Regions from separate parts of the Arachis hypogaea genome. Here region 2 is linked to region 1. A link is a contact called in public Hi-C data. All regions are on one chromosome and are shown on one strand. Each heading gives the region's core, a stretch centred on a gene start, on an enhancer-like site or on the middle of the called end of the contact. The rest is flanking DNA. Distances are from core to core; before and after follow the strand shown. Region 1 holds the start of LOC112715666 (inactive casein kinase II subunit alpha-2). Region 2 holds the start of LOC112715669 (CDPK-related kinase 6).

What was found. A called contact is a pair of places that touch in the nucleus more often than the background predicts.
Region 2: a Hi-C map of leaf shows a contact between it and region 1, with 2.2 times the contacts expected there. The contact joins the promoter of LOC112715669 here to the promoter of LOC112715666 in region 1. A contact is called at or near these places in 2 of 8 Hi-C or Micro-C datasets (both in leaf).

The regions. Positions count from the first base shown.
Region 1 is chr10:72,091,817-72,095,135 of arahy.Tifrunner.gnm2.J5K5, forward strand. LOC112715666 (inactive casein kinase II subunit alpha-2) reads right to left here and starts at 1,671. Exons shown (of 7, transcript XM_072204898.1): 1 at 1,304-1,671; 2 at 1,078-1,213; 3 at 726-855; 4 at 244-438. The coding sequence starts at 1,121. The coding sequence ends at 358.
Region 2 is chr10:72,854,243-72,857,440 of arahy.Tifrunner.gnm2.J5K5, forward strand. It overlaps LOC112715669 (CDPK-related kinase 6), which reads right to left and starts at 1,509. Exons shown (of 11, transcript XM_025767456.3): 1 at 588-1,509. The coding sequence starts at 1,154.

The sequences.
Region 1 (3,319 bases), core at 421-2,920:
AACCAATTCATTCTTTAATTGCATCTATTGGAGGATTAATGCAGAAGAAGCTGTCAAAGAGCTATGCAGCAATTACTCAACCACTTTCTAATATTTCACCGTAAAGAAAAATACAAAAATCATAACTGAATTTTCCACGAAGCATCGGCATAGATAGTATCTAGAAATATGTCAAACAAATAATGACTGCAAAAATAAGATATAACAGCTGATCTTAGACAACCAATAGAGTATAAAACTTACCTTTAGAAGTTCATAGATATAATATTGAATATCATAATCTGACAGGGTGGGGTAGAGCACTGTAAAATTAGTGTTATTGACATATTCAAATATAAGGCTTGGGGTCTTTGATTGCTAGTCCCTAACAATGTCAAGCAGCTTTATAACATTGGGACCTCCACAAAGATTATGCAATATTTTGATCTCCCTCTTTAACTGCAACCAAAATAACAACTTATAAGATGTACAAACTTATATATACAACCAGAGTATTGAAAAGGGTAAAATCTTACGGTGTTTGAAATTAGAAATTTAATAACAAACTAAATGAACTACTGGACCAAAGTTGGCCATTGAAGCCGCAGCACAGCATTCATTTCCATATGAGGATGGAATGAAGTGAAAAAGTATACTAAAACTGAAAACAGCAGTGTTGCTTTAAATTAAAAATAGCAGTCATATTAGTTAATACAAATTGCAATTGGTGTAGGGATTGGATTCACCTTTTTCTTCTTGACGGGTTTGAGGATCTTGATGATGCATTTTTCATTATCGGTGGAGTAAACACCCACAAAGACCTCACTATATTTCCCTCTTCCCACCTTCCTCACAACCTCGTAGTCATCTTGCTCCCTGCAACTCATGAACACAATTTTTTAGACAGATATTAAATAAACAAAATAGGAAATAGGAAATGAAATTAAAAGTATTATTAATAATAAATATGATTATTGTTACCCCCACTGGACGATGAGACTATAAGCACATAGTGGAACAAATTCAGAACTGATAAAGCATGAAAGAATCAAGCATTAAGTTTCAGCCACAAATAATCCAATAAAATAACAAAATTACCGCAACTCCATTCTCCGCAGCATCGAGCGCTTCATCATCGTCATTATGAAATGTTTTAATGATCCCTTCTTCAGAAACCCTAGCTTCTACAATTTTAGTAGTTGTAGTTGCCATTTCGCAAAATCTATCATATATTCTGAAATTTGGATCAATAATTCAAGAAATCGAAGGAATTAGAGTAAAATATTTTCAAGAGAAACGAAGGAAAAGAGGGAGAAGAACCTACCTAGCGAGCTTGTGGGAGGAGAATCTCACAGCACATTAGCTCGATGGATGAGATTGCCGGCGTAGGAGAATGCCACCGGAGGAGATCATTGCAGTAGGAGATGTCGATGGAGGAGACCATCGCAGGAGGAGACCGTTGTAGGAGGAGATTGTCGTTGGAGGAGAGAGGTCACCAGAGAAGATCGCCACTGAGGAAAACATCGCCGAATGAGGTCGTCGTTGGAGGAGGTCGTCGCCGGAAGAGATCGGTCAGAGGAGGTCGTAGCCAGAGGAGATCAGTCAGAGGAGATCGTCACAGAGAAGATCCCTGTGGCAGCGATTCAAATTTTGCGTTTAAACGGAAAATTAGAATTGGATTAGGGTTAGGCTATTTTATATAGAAGTGATAATGGCATTTTAAAACTGCCAAAATCAACATAAACCGCCACTAAATGCAATTTAATTATGGCAATAATGAAAAACGTCATAATATCCGGGTATTACGGCGGTTTTGTAAAACCGCCGTAATATTTATGCCATTTTATCTCCCTTTTTTGTAGTGTCCTCCCCTCAACTTAGGAGGTTTAGAGACTCATACTGAGGTAAAACTCAATGATAAACATGGATGATGAGAAAAAAGTGATGTATGTTGTTTGAATGACATGAATAAAATACCTTAAATACTAAGCTAATGACTAGTAAGGGTACAACAGTCTTTGTAGTGTTAAAATCTACTTCTAGGACCCAGTTGGTAAGTGTTTGGATTAAGTTTGATGAGATCCACGTGCTATGAGGTCTCTTGGATGTGGAACGCCAGCTAGGGAGTCATCTCTGGGCTTTTGGACATTGGTCTCTGCTTCTTTGGGCGTTGGACGCTAAAAAAGGGGTGTTGGATGCCAGTTTCGGGCCTTCTAAACTATTATACATTTCTGGAAAGATCTGGAAGTCAGCTTTCCATAGCCGTTAAGAACGCTCCATTTGGACTTATGTAGCTCTAGAAAATCTCTTCCGAGTGCAAGGAGGTCAAATCTGGACAGCATCTGCAGTGCTTTCTCTGTCTCTGAATCAGACTTCTGCCCCAACTCCTCAAATTCAACCAGAAAATACCTAAAATGGAACAAAAACATACAAAATCAAAGTGGAATAAAAAAATGAAATTAACACTAAAACCTGTAAAAACTTAATAAAAACTAAGTGAAACTTATTAAAAACTATATAAAAACTAATCCAAAAAGCGTATAACATGTCTGTTCATCAGGTGGCTGTGCCGCTGCGGCGCTGTGTGGCTGTAGGGGTTGCAGGGAAGTGCAGTGGCTGCGGGGGCAGGCTGTAGTGCTGGGTGGCTGGGGGCTAGGTTTAGATTAACTATCAAAACCATTATCATAGATCATTTTAGATCACCCTCCAGAACCATGACCAGAGTCTTTTAGGTCACCATTTCGAAAAACCATGACCATAGACCTTTTTTAAGTCACTCTCCAAAACCGTGACCATAGACACCTTTAGGTCACCCCCCAAAACCGTGACTATAGACCCTTTTAGGTCACTCTCCAAAACTATGACCATAGACCCTTTTAGGTCACCCCCTAAAACTGTGACCATAGATCCCTTTAGGTTACCCCAAAAACCGTGACCATAGACGCTTTTAGGTCACCCTTCTAAAAAATCATGACCATAGACCCTTTTTGGTCCTTGTAAAAAACCATGACCATAGACCCCTTTAGGTCACCCCCTAAAACCGTGACCATAGACCCTTTTAGGTCACCCCCCAAAATCGTGATCATAGACCCCTTTAGGTCACCCCCCAAAACCGTGACCATAGACCTTTTTAGGTCACCTTTTCAAAAAACCATGACCATAGACACCTTTAGGACAATCCCAAAACTGTGACCATAGATCCTTTTAGGCCACCCCAAAACTGTGACCATAGACTCTTTTAGATCACCCCCCCCCAAAACCGTTACCATAGACTTTTTTAGGTTACCCTTTTTTGAAAAATCGTGACCATAGCCCCTTTTGGTCATTGTAAAAAACTATG
Region 2 (3,198 bases), core at 259-2,758, 760 kb after region 1:
GAGGTTACAACTTCATCTTCTCCTTGCTTCTCCAACAACTTCTAACAATCCCAGTCACATATTCCAAATCGCCTTTTGTAATGCTCTAAGAAACCAACAAGAAGTAAGTAGTTGAAGGCAAAGTTGTTCAGTCGCTTTACCCCAGAACTAACCAAAGTGCTAGCTAGCATTATTAAATTATAAAATCCTGCACTGCTTTAGATTTCATACTTCTGAGTTTTGTATACTCTTCTGGTGATACTAGCGCTGACTTAGAACTTCAGTCCACAACCACACCAGCAGATTCCATAAGGGGGCATACATCATTTTTCCAAGCAGAGAACTTGAATGCAAAATTTAATTCCGAAATTTCATGAACAAGTAACCACTAATTTCGCTAAATCATCACTACACTACTAACACGTAATTACAGTGCAAAAAAGGGTCACAAAATTCAAGAGCTAATAAAAAATTGACCAATAGTAACAAAGAAAAACCGTATCAAATGATCTTCACAATTCACAGTTCAACATAGTAACAAAGACAAAAGCCCAATTTCTACCTGATCAACAACATACATAAGAAATCACCAACAAGAATCTTCTTACCTTAGCTTTGGATATGATTTTGACGGCAACTGATTGACCCTTAAGGTCACCCTTCTTCCCTTTAGCCCAGCAAGTATGACCAAAATGCCCTCGACCCACTTCCTTTCCTAGCTCGAACTTCGCACCAAAGTTCTTAAAATAACCAAAGCTCTTATCAAGGGACCGCTCTCCACCTTCTGCGCCGGCACCGCCACCACCGCCTTCACCTTGCTCCTCCGGTATGGGACCGTCTTTTGGCTTCGTCTTCCCCTGCCTCCGCAGCAGTGCCGCCATGATCGGCTTCGCCGGTGACGGGGGAGGCAGCGGCCAACGGAATTTTCGCCCTGGCGTCTTCGCCGCCGGCGACGCCGCCACCCCTGGCGGAAGCGGGCTTGTGAAGGGGCTTGTCGAGAAAGAGTTCGCCGGAGTACTCCTCCCCGGAGTGGCCGTCGAAGCATCGCTGACGCCAGACACGGAGTTGTTCCCTACTGCTACCGGCGCCGGCGAGACATGCGGCGGTTTGACGTGGTGATTGGCGGCGGCGCCCTCGTTATCGACGGCGATGCTCTTGCTGCAGCAATGGCCCATGGCGGTGATCGGCGAGAAAAGTCAAAGCCTCAGAAGCTCCAAAACGTCGCCGGAGAATTTGAGAAAAAAATAAAAAAGGAAAAAAACACTGTAGAGAGAGAAGTAAAGAGAGAGAGAGACAGAGAGAGAGAAGAGTTTAATAAGAAGGAAGAAGAAAGAACTAAGGAGAGAAAGGAGAAAATTGAATGAAAAAAAGAAAAGAAAAGGGGAAAGTGAGAGTTATTTTTTTTATTTTGAAGTCAGAGAATTAATTTGAGCTTAATATGGAGACAGTCCAACTGTATTCATTTATTGGGTGAAAGTAAATTGCTTCGTTACGTTGGTTGGATCTTTTCCTTGTGTTTTGAATTGAACCACCTCCCTATAATTCCTCTTAAAGTTAATAAATCCAATGGGACTATTTTATATTTCTCAACAAATTTCTTAATCATCCATATTTTTAATCTTTGTAATATTATATTACTATTTGTTATAATCATCTTGCAATGATTATTTTTTTGGTTTTAAATATATTTGGGGTCGATAACCATATGATTTTCCTTTTGGATTTTGTGGCCATTTAAAGTAACAACGATGTAAACACCACATACCGCGTAACTTGTACCAATATTTTAGTGTTTTTGGATTTCAAAGTGTTTTTAACTTTCTATTGCATATTGTATGGTTTTTAAATTTTTACTTTTTATTTCCAAGAATCCTTTGTCCTCTTTTCTAATATTGTTGGTAAAAAAAAGTAAAAAATAAGAAGTATAATATTTTTTAAAAGATAATATTTTTTTGTTAGAAGTAAAAGATAAATTAGCATATTTATACTCTTATTTTTTTATTTTTAAAATAATTAAATAATTAATCTAATTAGCTATCTTTTTAAATCTTAATTAATATCAATAAAATATAGTTAAAATCCATTTAATTAATACTGAATGTACTATTTTTTATGCCATTTGCATTTTTTTTTAAATAATATAATAATGAAATTTATTGTCAATACTTTTTTTTCATGTAACTTTTCATGGGCTGGCGAATAACAATGTTGAGGAGACTGTGTCAATGTCTTTGGAGTACAGAAGAATATACGAGGATTTTGCAATTGAACAAAAGAGAACTCGTTGCTTAACAGAAACTTCTCGGCGAATGGCATCACATAATCATTGACGTTATGTTTCGGTAAGCTTTTGTATTTTTGTGTAATACTTTTTTGTATTTTGGGTTTTATTTGGTCTTCCTTTTGGTTGCCAATTTGAACATAATAAATCATACGCCCATGCATTCATACAAGCGACCTGAAAAAGTTAAAATCATATTTATCAAAATCAAACTAGTAATTGATCCGGTCAAAAGTATACTGATTTTTTCTTTTGATATTAGATTATTGAATTATAGGTAATTAGTATTTTTTTCATTACAGAATTATTAAATTTTAAAAAATTACATCTACTTAATCTTAGTATTATGGATTATGATAAAATAGATTTATAAAATTAAAAGATAAATTTTATAAAAAAAATTGTGGACACAAAAATTTTTATTGGTCAAAAAGATTAAAGTTTTGTAGACCACAAAAAAATTTAAGTGATAAGTTTTTTAGTTATTATTTTGTATACAAGAATTTGAAAGAGATGAGAGAGAGAGGTGAAAAAACACTGGGTGAAAAACCACTCGGAAGGGTAGTAATAGGCAAATCATCAAACACGAGAAGGATCTTAAATTTTGGAACAAAGAAGAGTATAAGCGATTGGAACATGATACTTTCTCCATCTTTGTTGACAATCTTCCGGCTGATATATCAAAACAAGAACTCTACAGTTTGTTCAACTGGACGGGAACGATTATCGACATCTACCTGTCACGGAAGAACAAAAATGGGCAGATCTATTTGTTTGCTTTTATACGGTACACTACAAAAAGGGGAGTTCTGAAGGCGATTGCAGAAATGAACCATTTTGCAGTGAGAGGAAAGAGAATGTTTGTAGTAGAAGCAAAGTACATGAGAACAATTGAACTAAAGGATGGTAAAGGGGAAGAAGTGCAGAGAACCATAAGA